Linked DNA regions of Oryzias latipes: region 1 is linked to region 2. Evidence: chromatin contacts called from public Hi-C data. All regions are on one chromosome and are shown on one strand. The core of a region is the stretch at or near the end of the contact, and the rest is flanking DNA. Distances in the headings are between cores, read along the strand shown. Region 1 holds the start of LOC101171819. Region 2 holds the start of ncbp2 (nuclear cap-binding protein subunit 2).

The links. Hi-C and Micro-C count contacts between places; a contact is called where the count stands out from the background.
Region 1: a Hi-C map of embryo shows a contact between it and region 2, with 2.9 times the contacts expected there. The contact joins the promoter of LOC101171819 here to the promoter of ncbp2 in region 2. A contact is called at or near these places in 2 of 5 Hi-C or Micro-C datasets (embryo and fibroblasts).

Annotation. Positions count from the first base shown.
Region 1 is chr4:18,136,198-18,143,735 of ASM223467v1, forward strand. LOC101171819 reads right to left here and starts at 3,450. Exons shown (of 12, transcript XM_023954351.1): 1 at 3,235-3,450; 2 at 2,732-2,885; 3 at 2,503-2,656; 4 at 1,593-1,799. The coding sequence starts at 3,334. It overlaps tm4sf4 (transmembrane 4 L6 family member 4), which reads left to right and starts at 5,804. Exons shown (of 5, transcript XM_004068043.4): 1 at 5,804-6,208; 2 at 7,308-7,397. The coding sequence starts at 6,038.
Region 2 is chr4:17,990,737-17,997,987 of ASM223467v1, forward strand. ncbp2 (nuclear cap-binding protein subunit 2) reads left to right here and starts at 4,622. Exons shown (of 5, transcript XM_004068041.4): 1 at 4,622-4,789; 2 at 5,445-5,531; 3 at 5,685-5,779; 4 at 6,276-6,414; 5 at 6,530-7,251. The coding sequence starts at 4,715. The coding sequence ends at 6,628. It overlaps fkbp2 (peptidyl-prolyl cis-trans isomerase FKBP2), which reads left to right and starts at 2,615. Exons shown (of 2, transcript XM_004068040.4): 1 at 2,615-3,201; 2 at 3,381-3,722. The coding sequence starts at 2,748. The coding sequence ends at 3,164.

The DNA.
Region 1 (7,538 bases), core at 2,200-4,699, 140 kb after region 2:
TTTACTGAGACTGCTGCCCCCATGACTCGGCTCCAGATGAGCGCGAGAAGGATGGATGAATGGTTGGATTTGTGTTTTGCTTGTGCAATTTCATTGACATTTCTGAGAGGCTTGCGTGTGGGTTTACATTTACTAAACGTTATCAAGTGACTCATACATGGGTGTGAATGCATAGTTAAGGAAATGACTTTATGTAATCGCTGAAGAATGACCAAGTGTTATGAAGCTGAGGTCATTGCCATTGTTTCTGCAGTTTTATGAACATGACCGTGTGTGCACGTGTGTGTGACTGTGTATGGAGGGCCGTCTTGAGGGATTTCCTGCAGTTCTCCATTTCGAACAGCAGAGAAATTTCAGAAAAAGAAATAATCAATCAATTTTACAGTGGTGAGAGAAGCACACAAAAACCCACTTGGACACACACATTGACTCAGCCATGGTTTTACTGAACCATCACAGACAGGAAGAGTTGGAATAAAACTAGTTAAAGACCTAGCAATAGTGACATGTTTACTGGCCGTCGTGTTAGACTTTTTAAGAAAAAACGACATGCTTTATAAATAGTACAGTATTTTCCAGATTGGCTGCACGGTGGTTAGCACAGCAAGAAGGCCCCTGGTTCAAATCCTGGCTGGGGGACCTGAAACAGAACATCAATGGGGGACCTTTCTGTGTGGAGTTTGCATGTTCACCCTGTGCATGCGTGGGTTCTCTCCGGGGACTCCGGCTTCCTCCCACTGTCTAAATTGTCCATAGATGTGAATGTGAGAGTGCATGGGTTTAAGATTGTGGCCCTGCGACAGACTGGCGACCTGTCCAGGGTGTTCCCTGCCTTCGCCCGTGACCCCGAAAGGTAATAAATGGATTAGAACTAGAAAAAACGTTGCATGTTTTACCGTTGGGTTTAGCCTGACACACCTGACTCAGCTCATCAACTCTACAGAGACCTGAGAATGAGTCACATGTATTTCAGCCAGGTTTGTTAGATAAGGACTACAAATAAAACATCCGGGACAGGGTTACTTCAGGAGCAGGCTTGGGAAACACCGGTCTGTGCAACCACTGCAAATGTGAAAGATGATGACATAGCTGACAAGCAATTCATTTTAATGGTTGAGAATAACCTGCTTTTTAAATCACCATAAATGATTTTTTTTAAAACACAGCAGGTAATTAAAAGTATATTGGTTAAATACGTTATTAATTTATTTTTTGCAAATAAATAAAAAAAGGCTGAGATAAATGATGGAAGCCTCCGAGGATGCACTTGCCAAATTTACAAGCCAATACAGTGGTTTGGAGACTTATTATTTAAAAAGTAAATGTATAGTAAATTTAAGGAAAATATCTTGGTAATGTTATTCTTAGCTTGAGTGTTCGTCAACTTTAGTATGTAAAACAATTTGCCAAAAAAAAGCTGACTTTGCAAGTTAAATAATGATGTACTTTAATGGATAAATCCAGTCTCCAAACACTAAATCAAGGTTTTAAGTAGTATCTGAGAAAAAAAGTCATTAAAATTAATTCAATGCTCCTAATATCATGACATCTTATATTTACCTCATTCTTTTTTCTTATTTTTAAAGATTTACCTTGAGAGTTCTAGCCAGAGCTGGGTTTTTGAATACTTGTCCACTTTTAGGTGCATGACCGTCAATTAGTAAGTCATCTCCGAGTTTCTTCCCAGCATCCCTCAGAGCAGCCACATTGTCCGCCCAGTGGTGAGCTGTAACCTCAGCAACAGGAAACCCCAGCTCTGCCAGCTCCACTGCTCCACTTAGGATCTCTTGCAAGGACAGCTACAGAAGGAAACAGAGGAAACACATGTCAATTACAGGAAACGCCAATGAGCTGGATGGGAGAATCACTGTGTCACGGGAAATTAGGACATGTTTTAAAAGAGTTTAAAACTTTCTACAAGCACAAAAAAGTACTTTATTTATTTGTAAGAATTCCAAAACATTACAAAAAAAAGATTTAAAAATTCATGTACAATGGGGCAAATAAAGCTAATATGATTATTGTGCAGGTAGAGGATTAAAAACAGAAAAGTTCAGTGAAGTGGATTACCCAGAAAATAATTCACATGAAAGAAAATCTGCTAGACATAGTTTTACTGGCAAAAATAAAAACAAATAGTAAATCTATAGAATGGTAAGAATTAAATGAACTAATTTTTTTTAATTAACTGACAAAAACATTACATCGCTGTACAGTTAAAGAGAGTGTCCTCTCTGGAGAGACTACATCTCTCTGCTGGCCTGGGAACGCCTTTTGGGTCCCCGCAGAGGAACTGGAGGATGTGGCCGAGGAGAACAAAGTCTGGGCATCTATGCTTAGACTGCTGCCCCTGTGACCCGGTCCCGGATGGAAAATTTTCTTAACTCAACTGCACTTGTAAACATTTATACTGAATAAACCTTTGTTTTGCCAAAAACTAAAATAAATGATCCACTAAAAGAAAAATAGATGTGAACAAAGAAGAAACACAAACAGGCCAACCTTTTGGCTTCCAAATAACTCTTTGGTGTCACACCAGCATGCAGCGGCACCTGGTACCGTAACATTCAAAGCATCAAACACAGAGGGAGGAGATTCTGTAGAGAAGCCACGACTTTCCATGAAGTCCAGAGTCTGAGCGCGAGCTGTTCGGCCACTGCGTACACAGAGAAAGGCTTGGATAAGAGTTCTGCAAGAACAGGTGTAGCATGAGTGACAGGGGGGTGTCCACCTGCCATTGATCCCTTGAATTTCTCCAGTGTCTGCGCTGTAGAACAAGCAGAAAGCATCACCACCGAGGCCAGTGCTGCAGGGCTCAGTTACTGCAAGGGCTGCTGCTATGGCAACTGCAGCATCTGCAGCATTGCCACCACGCTTTAGGATATCTGCACACAAAAACACACAAATGACTGAAGTCAAATATCACACAGACAGCAATAATATAGTATAAACACCTCTTTCAGTTATTCTACTATATAGGAAATAATTTGAGCCAAATAGGTCCTTATTGAATTGAAATACGCGGAAAATTAAATAATATTTGTGTATTTTTTAGTTTCATCTAAATATCATATAAAAAAAACTTTTCTATAAATAATTAACCATCTAGTGTACTTCAAACAATAAGGTTTAAATGTAAAAGTAAAATGGTTTTAAAAGGGTAATTGTTGTTGGTGACGACTGGACATTTGTTGAACTTTGCCTTTGCAAGTTTCCATGGTTACTTTGACTCACCCAGTCCCACCGTCGAGGCTAAAGGTTGGCTGGTTGCTACACAGCCGTGTAAACAGACCACCGGGGAGCGACGAGAGTTGAAAGTAAACTCGGTGTCCATTCCGCTGTAACAAAAAGTAAAACGTGGAAGTAAAACAGCAAAATGACGGGGAAAACGACTCAGTTCGCTGTAGACTTTCAACTCTGATCGATTAATCTGGTATGGATTTTCTGGATTGGCCCAGATTCATATTTCTAGGCCAATCACTGACAGCCCTCAGGGAAAAAAAGTAGATCACAGAAAACATCGATCAGCCAATTTTCAGCCACAGATCCATGTGTAAGAAAAATCTATGAAAACAGCTTTATTAAATAATAAAGAATAAAAAGAAAGAAAGAAAGAAAGAAATAAACTCCATTCGATAAGGGATATTGTAATACCTACTTTCTTGGTTGCAGTTGATGAAAATGTTGAATAAAAATATTACATCTCCTATAAAAACAGCTCATGGCACCGTTTTAAAAAAAATCTTTCCATTGATTTTACCTCAGCTGAGCATTAATAAGTATTTTTTGTCAACCATAATTCAACATGAATTTAAGTAAATGGTAGGTGTAACGATTAACCGACTTAATCAATTTATATTCCTACATTCCAACCAGTTCAATCTGTCTGAGGCAAGCTGTTAATCGAATTGAGCTGTACTATTCTAAAATCATATTATATTGATCTTGGAAAATGCCATTTGGATTTTTGCATTTTGCAAAGACATGTCACCATACAGTGTGGTAAAATGATCTAATAATGTTCCATTTGTATAATTTTGATGTGGAAAAACAACATTGTGCAGAACTTTATGAAACTAAAATTTGAACGGATTTTCCATTAATTCTTGTATGTTTGTACACATATATAATTTACAGTTGATTGTGTCTTGCAAGAAATACAAGGAATCTGGAAAACTTCACCAGCACTGTTCAGTAAGTAATTATCTCTGAGTCACACTCCTAAATACACTGTCCTGGATCAATCTTAGCTCATTGAATCGGATCGAATTGGATTGTTAAAAATTAATTGTATCAATTGTATCATCAATTGTATCATCTACAAATGTATGATATAAATTGAATCAATGTTAAAAATAATTGTAGAGGGGTTCTGGCTGCCGCTGCTGCTGCGGCGGGGGTCTTGGTGTGGGGATGGCTGGGCACTCTCCCTCCTTCTTTTCACATTCCATCATCTACTTCAGAAGAACATAAACACTCACTCGACCACAGGTGTTAGCTCACCTTTGTACAAATACTTTGGGTGATTGAATGAAATATTTCAAACTAGCTGGTTTGAAGGCATAGGTATGCGTGTGTGAACATTATTTGTGTTGTGTACATGTTGACAAGTGGACGTTTTTGGAGCCAACAGGTGTGTTTATACCATTTGAGTGTGTGTGTGGACAGGCCCCGCCCTTATAGACTTGTATTACATCTGAACCTCACTGTAATGATTATAACCATCCAGCAACTTGTTGCTTTATGTTGCTTCATGCTTTTACCCCCCCTTCTATAATCACCCTCATATCCCCCCCTCTCTAACATCAATCTCTCTTCTTCCCTTCTTTCCCTTTACGTCCGGTCCAACACCAAAGGTTTTCAAATATGATCAAAATGAATTAAGTTTGGCCTTGATTACAAAAGGTTCAGACATACCTCTAGTTTGTCAGAAGATTCATAACCCCAGTTGTTAAAGTAAAATATGTCCAACACAAGAGGCCTTCAGCTTTCATCTGTACGCCCAGCTGTTGGAAAGGAAAAGTTAAAATAATAATAATAATAATAGTTACACCCCTACTAAATAGTTTGAAAGCTTTTTAAGATTTTGAGTTTAAAATTTTTAACTTTAAAATAACACAACGATAAACATATTCAGAAACGTGCAGTGAGTGTCACAAAGAAAAAACGTTTTTAGAATACTTTGTAAAACCAGATGTTTTTGATGGACTCTTTAATTATCAGTCAAATTTTGATAAGCTAACTATTTACTTGGCTGATTACTTTCAAATGGAGATTGTGATAATTGGTTTTTGACTGTACAATGTGCTCACTTTTGCCACATTTTTCAGCACATTTTTGTGTTTTGTACATACAGTACCTGTCCAATTGAGTTTTTTTATTTTTCATTTTTTAGAGCTTTTCATTTTATCGTGACCTGGCTGACTGAGAATCTACACTGACATACCTGTCCAATAGTCTTTCCTCTGACATACAACATCTTTGGTCGGGGTACCCCAGCTACAAAGACCCTGCTTATCGACCAGCTGCCTGTCTCTTCCTTGTCTGTTGCCATTTGCACTAAATCCATGGTAGAACATTAACCTTTGTGGCCACTGTCCCTTCACTGTTGTGTCTTTGTGAGCACACAGCAATATATTCCTTCATTAATGGCTCTTTGTGTGTTTTACATGTAGTCATAAGAGCATGTCTGTGTGTTTGCACTTTGTGTGGATGTGGGAGATCTTGCCATATACAGCTGGCTGATGTAACAGAGGAACTATTAGCTCACTTAGAGCAAGGCGGAGGAAGTATAAAAGCTTGAATTGGGCAGTGTCCATCCTCAGATACAGTACAGGTGAACCACACACCATCCTTCAGATATATGGAAGTCTTTTAAAGTGGCGGTCAGAGGTAAAATCATAGGACTCAACCAACTTCACCTGGAATAGAAAACCGTGGACGTGCTCATATCTGAAAGTCCAGACTGCAAAAAGACCAGTTTTTTTTGAAGATCAGCAGCTGTTACTTCAGAGGCAGTCAAAAAATTAAATTTAGGATGTGTTCTGGAGGATTTGCCAAATGTCTAGGCATCAGCCTGCTCCCTTTGGCAATTGTGTGCGTGTTGTGCAACATTCTGCTTTTCTTCCCGGATGGAAAGATCGTTGAGAGTGAGCACATCTCCAAACAGGTCTGGTACTTTGGAGGGATTCTGGGATCAGGAGTACTGGTAAGTGCTTTAATAGTATGCATTTATTTTGTAAATATTCTAAAAAACCTTTTTGAAATTCTCAGTATTTCTTTTAAAATCTCAAAATCCTGGAAGTTAAGTCAAAATATTAATTTATAATCTCAAATATCTAACACAGCTCCATGAAAGAGATTCAGCCATCCGAAGATGGATGGATGGAAATATCTGACATGTTTTTCCTCTTAATCTTTTATTTTACAATATGAATTTTATCCTAACTTCAATTTTTTATTTTCTTAAATTTTCCATTTTTTCCATTTAAATTTCTCATTTAATTTCCTAGTCACAATTTATTTATAAAAAAAGAACTATTCAGGAAAATAACCAAAAAGTTCAGATTTTTATTTCACACCTAATTGCATCTAAATGTTTTTTTTTTCATCGTCAAAGTCAAACTTTGACCTACCATCTCATTTTGTTTTACCAATAGCCCAAACAGTAATTCATGAACTTACAACTAAAATTGATAATAAATATTTAAAATAAATAAATTAAATAATAACAATATAAATAAAAGAAAGGATATAAAATAAAATAAATGCATGATTTAAGATCCCTGCAAACTATCATTACATCATAAAAGCATTTTCGCAGGTTTTGTATATTATTGATGTGAAAAAACCTTAAAATGTCAAATTACAAGGTTATTAGATTTTTTTTAAATGGTATTTAGAAAAGCATCCATTCATCCATTTTCTTTGCCCGCTGTACCCTTTTTGGGGTCACGGGGCTGGCGGACTCTTTCCTGGCTAATGTTGGGCGAAGGCAGGTCACACCCTGAACAGGTCATTTAGAAAAACACTTTTCTAAAAATAAAAAAACATGTAAAAAAAATCTATATCTCTAGAACTTTTTTTTTTTTTTTACATTTGCAGTTTAAATATAGACAGGTATAAGAATTTTTAAATTATTGTGCGCTTTGGTGGTTTTACAGTATCTTTATTACATGCTGGGGTATGTTTGCATCTTTTAGCTAAAATATTTCACCAGTTTAAAAGTGGTAATTCACTTTTCTTAGAGACACCAAAGAAAACATACACAGCCACCTACTGACTTTTTATGTATGTGTGAATGCCAGATGATATTCCCAGCTCTGGTTTTCCTGGGTCTGAAGAACAATGACTGCTGCGGTTGCTGTGGAAACGAAAGCTGTGGGAGAAGATTTGCTGTGAGTTAGTTTTATATATTTCTCATAACAAAATGACATTTACAGGAAAACGACATTTACAGCTGATTGAAAGTAGCTTAAACCAACATCAGTGCAACAATATCACCATCTTTCTGCCTTGTTGAAATCATACTTTTTTGC
Region 2 (7,251 bases), core at 3,372-5,871:
TCCGCCCACATAGACTTAGACTTAGACTTAGAACATGAACTTTTTGGCCTCACTCATTGTCCATGTCATAAAAAAACAAGTATAATAACAAGTACAATATTATTATTATTATTATTACTATTATTATTATATATTTATTATTATTATTATTATTATTATTGTGCAAATGGAACATTCATAAATCAAACTTTTCAAATCACACCCCTCTTTACTCTATCTTTGAGGTCAAACAATACATAAACACAATAAAACATTCTGACAATAAGAAAGCGGTTAAAACACTTGATCTGTGCATCAGTTTCAATAACTGTGTAAAATGTAATAATAACCCCCTCGCTAGTCTTTTTTCCTATTGTTTTTTCCTATTGCACTGTTTTGTACTGGATCGTTGTGCTCAACAAAGTTTGTTGGGAAAAAAATAATAATAAAGCTTTAAAAAAAAAGACCAGCAAAGTACTTCCGCCCATTGGAAAGAGTCTGTGGTTATTCCTTTAGTAAAACCTGAGAAAGATCCGAGCAGCCCAGAAAATTACAGGCCCATAGCACTCACATCAAATGTTGGTAAAATAATGGAAAGAATGATACAGTAAATGAGAGATTGTCTTATTACCTGGAAAGTAAAAATGTATTGTCCCAATATCAGAATGGTTTTAGGAAAGGTCGAGAGACCATGGACCCTGTAGTCTGTATAGCACTTGTGCTATCCTAGGCACTTTAACATTGGGAGTTGGGTCATCTGGACCCACTAGACAGTGCTCTGAACCTTTTTTCTTCAAGGATTTGTGATCCTCACTGGTATCCATGGATTACATGAAATCTTTCCACCTTTATCCACCTTTGTCATGGTAGGGAGACCACGTCAATGTACGGATGGGGTCATCTAAGATAGCACAAGGGGTAGAACCGGACATTAGGAAAGCCCAAGTAGATAAGGAATGTTTGGTTGCAGTATTTTTTTTATAAAGAAAAGGCCTATGACATGGTCTGGAAAGAGGGTTTATTGATAAAATTAGGTAATTTAGGACTTACTGGATGAATTTATAATTGGATTAAGGATTTTTATTTGATAGATATGTTCAAGTTAGAATAGGAAAGTCTTTTTCTAATAGATACGTAGTGGATAATGGAACCCCACAAGGAAGTGTGATTAGCCCTGTGCTGTTTTCAATTATGATTAATGATATCTTTAACTCCATTGGATGTGAATTTGGGAAAGCATTATTTGCAGATGACGGAGCATTGTGGAAGAGGGGAAGAATATCCATTATGTGAAGAGAGAGATACAAGACGCTATTACGGAGGTGGAAAACTGGTCCTATGATGGGGCTTCAAATTTTCAGTGGCTAAAACAAAATGCATGATTTTTACTATGAAACGTGAAAATGTTTTGAACTTAAAATTATATGGAGAAGTATTGGAGCAAGTGCAAAGTTTTAGGTATCTTGGAGTTATATTTGATACAAAATTGAAATGGAGAGAGGATATTGATAGTATAGTAGGGAGATGTAAGAAAGTCATAAATATTATGAGATGCTTGAAAGGCACTGGGTGGGGAGCTAGTGCACGGGCATTGAGACAAATATACGTTACAATGATTAGGTCAGTCACAAATTATGGAATTATTGTTTACAATTCGGCTTGCAAACTCTGTTACATAAGGTAGTGGTAATTCAAAATCAGGTGTTGAGAATATGTACTGGGGCTATGAGGTCAACTCCTGCTGTGTCATTACAAGTTGAAATGGGGGATCTGCCATTGAATCTCAGAGTAAGGCAACTGCTACTTCATTATTGGGTGAACATACAGGGTTGTGCAGATGAAAAGCACATGGTTAGGAGAACTATTGCTCCCTGTTGGGAAAGTGGTATTGGGAAACACGAAAGTGTTGCTTGGAAATTAGCTAGATTAGCGAGAGAAAACAAAAGATTCATGGTAAAACCCTAAAGAAGACGTTTTTGTTCCCGGCCACTCCTTTCTGGGTTTTTCCAACCAGGAAGATGGAGGGTAGCAAAGGGAAGCGACACTGGGATGAAATCACAGCAGACAGGTTAGACACATAACATGCCTTATTTATTTCCATATATACAGATGGATCTAAAGACCCAGAAACAAAGAGAACTGTTTTTTCTTTCTGTACCCCTACATTGGGAAAATGTGTCAGAATCAAGACGTCAAAGGATCTTTCAGTTTTTGCAGTTGAAATGTTGGCAATGTCATTTAGTTCAGAGATCACGGCATACTATCACGATTGAGGATGGGACACACTGCTCTAAATAATACATTACATTTGATAGGGAAACATCCAACTGGTTTCTGTGAGTGCGGGAAAGGCGAAGAATCAGTGGAGCACGTTTTGTGTCATTGCGAATTGTATAGGGAAGCAAGTAGACAGCTGGAGAATAGAGCACGGGTGCCAGAGGGTGAACGGCTGAATTTAAAGAAGCTTTTGGGAGGGGAAGAAAATTTTAATGGTGCAATTATAGTTTTTTTTTTTTTTTAGCAGAACCAGAATCAGGCAGTCCCCAACTCCGACCCATACTCCAATACAGTATGTGGCGGTAATGCACCCTGACGTTGGTGCCTCCCGCTATTTAAACTACAAGAAGAAGAAGAAGTACTTCCGCCCCCATTCGCGCATGCGCTTTCTAAACCATTCTGTTTTAGTCGGGGTTTTTTCCTCACCAAGTACTTCGTTAAATTTGAAAGTTGATTCTTTACTACAAATTTTCGCTTATCAACAATAAGTTATGCGGGCGCTGTGGTTAGTTGCGGTTGCGGCGCTGTCTCTGAGTCCCGCCGCAGTGAACGGAGCCGACAAGAAAAAGCTGCAGATTGGCATCAAGAAGCGCGTGGACAACTGCCCCATCAAGTCCCGAAAGGGAGACGTGCTGAACATGCACTACACCGGAAAACTGGAGGACGGCACCGAGTTCGACAGCAGCATTCCCCGCGACAGACCCTTCACCTTCACCCTGGGCACCGGGCAAGTGATCAAAGGCTGGGACCAGGGCCTGCTGGGGATGTGCGAGGGGGAAAAGAGGAAGCTGGTCATCCCCGCCGAGCTGGGCTACGGAGACCGGGGAGCTCCTCCGAAGATTCCCGGGGGAGCAACGCTCATCTTTGAGGTGGAGCTGCTCAGCATCGAGAGGAGATCTGAGCTTTGATGACGAGAAGGAAGGGAACTTTGACAGGATGTAGCAGGTGGGATTATTAGCTTGACTGTCTGGTGGTCTTTGATTACTCTTAGAACAATATTATAAGAAACCTGTGAGGTTTTTATTTATTTATTTGAACATGTTTGGTCCCACATCCATAACACTATAACACCTGTCATGTCTTCCACTGTTTTCATTTATTCTGGTTTTGTCTTCCGGTTCCAGGTGCTGCTGTTGCATTAAGGAGACCATGATGGAAACTGACATACAAGTCAAGACTTCTCAGCAGAACCACAACTCTTTATTATGAGCTGATCATGTTTTGGACTTGCTATGTAGCAAACTGTCAGCCAGCAGCTGGGTTCATCTTTTCTAAAGAACTGTCCTGCTTTTGAGCAACGTTATTCTTAATTTCTTATTTCTTTGATGCAAACTCTAATACATTTCTGATTTGTTTAGGTAGTTAAATTTACATTAAATCAATGAAAGTGAATCAGTGGAACAGATTAGGGGGGAACATTTGTGTTCACTTTGTTCCAAAAAATAAAATGCCACCCTGTGTTTAAATTGTTTCTTTTTTCTTTTTTTTTTTGCAATGTATTAATTTTTGAACTTTGAATGTTTAAATGTGTCAGAAGTCAAAAGCAAGAAACAGATGTGATAAATCTGTGCACAAGACTAAAAGTTTTCTCTTCTGGACAGTTAGTAGGCATTTTGCATATAGTAGAACTGTTAAAGTCAAGAAGGATGAGTAACAGTTTTAAATACTAACATTTATCTAATGTACATTTAAAAAAAATGTGAAAAAAGTAAGACAGAACAGAATAAACTGTTGTAATCAGGCTGCAGCCAATAGCATGGTTCCACGTTTCACATATAGTCTGCAGCTGGAGTATTGCAGTGCAATACTATGCAAAGATGGTGCAATTCTGTGTGCCCTTGAGATGGAATAGCTTTGCATAAAGGTTTCTGAATGAATCTCAGAAACTTTACAATATTTTCTAAAAGAGTAAAGAAAAACCTGTAAAGCAAATATCAATTCAGATTTAAAAGCTGGTGATTTTATTTTAAAGAAGAAAGATATCCAAACATTTGAAATATAAGGTTTTTACATTTTTGTAATTGGCAACATATACTAACCTAAAAATAGACTTTTGTAAGTGCCATCTTCATACAACAGAAAATACTTTTTTTTAAGTTCCTCGCCAATTTTTATGAGGCTTGAGCTTTTATTTATTTCAAACTTTGAACAAACGTGACAACTATAACCCAGGCAAAACTGAACAAAACGCCCAAAAGAAGAAAGCAATAAATCTATCAATAACAGGAAAAACAAAGTTAAAGATATTTCCTTTAATCACAAAGTTAAAAGCATGAGTAGAAAAAGAGCATCACCAATAACTCATCGTATTTAAAATTATGTTTCCAACAACAAAGACTGTCAGATGTCCAGGTCAAATATCCACCCGGAGTCAATAAACGAGCGCACAACCGGAACTGATACCTCTCACGCTAACACTGGTTAGCAGTTACGCGGCTTTTTGACCGTTTGCATCATAATGTCTGTTAAATTAAACGCTTTACACAGCGATTCTTACATTGAAGTTAGTCAGTATAGGGACCAACATTTTAAGGTAAGTGAGAAATGAACGTAGAAGTCATATGAGTTGTTTTAGACCCATCAAGCTAGCAAAACATGTGAAAACAAAAGCGCGGTTATGCTTCATTTTAAAATTAAATTGATTGCACCAATAATTTTGCTCCTTGTCAATCGCTTTAGTAAAGTTACAAAACAAACATGTTATTCTCTTAATTACACCGCGTTTTAATTGCTTGCATTGCTGTTTCTTAGTCCAAATTCAATATAAAAATAATAAAGCTTTTGCTACACTGAAACAATTATTTTTCTGTTTCGTTCGTTATTTTCGTTGTTTTGATGGATGCATAATTTTACTTTAATTCAAATCAAGCTTTAGAAGATATAGAACCTTTTATAAATGAATCTTAAAAATATTTAAAAATAAAAAAAGGGTGCTACGTGGACAACAAGAGGCAGCAGCACAAGAAGACCCAAGAAAATAAAATCTATAGTTAACATTTCGAATGGGCAATAAATTTATAGATTAGATTTATTTATTTTAACCTTCCACTTTTAAAATGCCTTACACAGGTTGATTTATAGCTTAAAGAAATAAAGGAGGTGAAATAAAAAGGTGTTGTATTTTTTTCGTGCCAAATGTCTATTAATTGTCAAGTGTTGACAATTTTTCATTGCTTGTTCGGTATTAGGGGAACCGTTATGAACAGGAGAAGCTGCTGAAACAGAGCAACACTTTGTATGTGGGGAATCTGTCCTTCTACACCACTGAGGAGCAGGTGAGATTCTTCAACTCTGCTTCAGACTGATGTGAAGTTATGATCTCCAGTCCTGGTAATGAAATAATTAGGTCAATTTTTTTTTTTTTTTTTTCACGTCTTAAGTCTTTTTTTTTTAAAATTAATTTCTTTCCTTTGGTGACTTTTTAACAGGTTCATGAGTTGTTTGCTAAATGCGGAGATGTTAAGAGGATCATCATCGGCCTTGATAAAGTCAAAAAAACTGCCTGTGGCTTCTGCTTTGTAGAGTATCCTTTTGAACAACCAGACATGGATGATTTATCTTCTATGCAAAGGTAAAAATGTACATTTTGTGATTCCATCTCCCTAAATAACATATGACTTACATTATTTGATAAATATTTTTGTCATCTTTTAAATAATTAAGACCTCATGATTTGTGTTGTGGCAGTTACTTTTCTTCATCATTTTGGCAAAGCTCCATAGGTATCTACATTTACACCATTTAGGCTCTAATGAGTTTGTAAAACACACAGCGAGTATAGTAATTTAAACCTTAACTACAGTTATAGTAGGTATTCTGTTAATGTTCACTCTAAAGTGTTTTTGCTTGTGGTTACAGAGTACAAACTTAGTTTTATTACATACCTTAGAACTGTTTAAATGTAGAAATTGTTTTGCATGAAATCTATCAAACTTATTAAGAAGCCGACAGTAACATCCCAGTGCAGCCCAAGCCGACTGAAGCTTTTGTTAGAAAGGATTTAACTGCTGGCGTGCCAGATATTACACACGAGGAGATGCAGAAAACGCCATGCGCTTCGTTAATGGCACACGGCTGGATGATCGCATCATCAGGACAGATTGGGATGCTGGCTTCAAAGAGGGCCGGCAGTACGGGCGAGGAAAGTCTGGAGGACAGGTGAGATATGGTTAAAGTGTCTGTGAAAAGTCCAAAAGTGTTTGTTGATGCAGTTTGCGTCACAAAGTACATACGTCTATGAAAATGTTTGATTGTTGTCTCTGTTTTTGTGTAGGTGAGAGATGAGTACAGGCAGGACTACGATCCTGCCAGAGGAGGCTATGGGAAGCTGGCGCAGCAACAGCGGAGCACAGAAGCTCGCAATACTTTTTAGACCAAGTCTGAGTGTTTTGATTGGACTTCATACAGGACTGAATTTATTCCCTGATGATCAACAAAAAGCAGGCAGTGTCCAAAGAGATCTAGGACTTGGAGATGAACAGAGAAGGAATAAATCTTCTATGAATACCATTTATTTCAATCTGATATCATCAGTCAAATCCATTTGAAATAGAATGTTGTTGTTTTTCTTAACAATTGAGACATTTTGTTTAGGTGTAGTGAATGTGCATTACTGGGGTGGAGCTTTTATTAACTCTTTTTTTTGTCACCAGTTAGTTACAAAACTATTTTCTAAAATTGTTTTATGATTCTTTTTGAGTGCAGTTAACATTTTCTCTAAATTGAAAAACCTGCAGCATCTCACTCCTATTTCTCTTATTTGGAATTAAAGAAATATAAAGGGTCATACCAGACTTTTTTGTTCAGTAGATAATAAATTATCCAGTGAATTATTTTGAAGAAATGTTTTTTTTCTGTTTCCTTTTTTATTTTTTACCCTTCTGATTGCAATTCTCTAACAAAGTTATAGCTTTGTTTAATTGGGTGGGTTTTTTGTGTTTGTTTTTCTCTTGTGGTAAGAATTCAAAATGTTAAATTTATTTTGTCTCTGTAGAC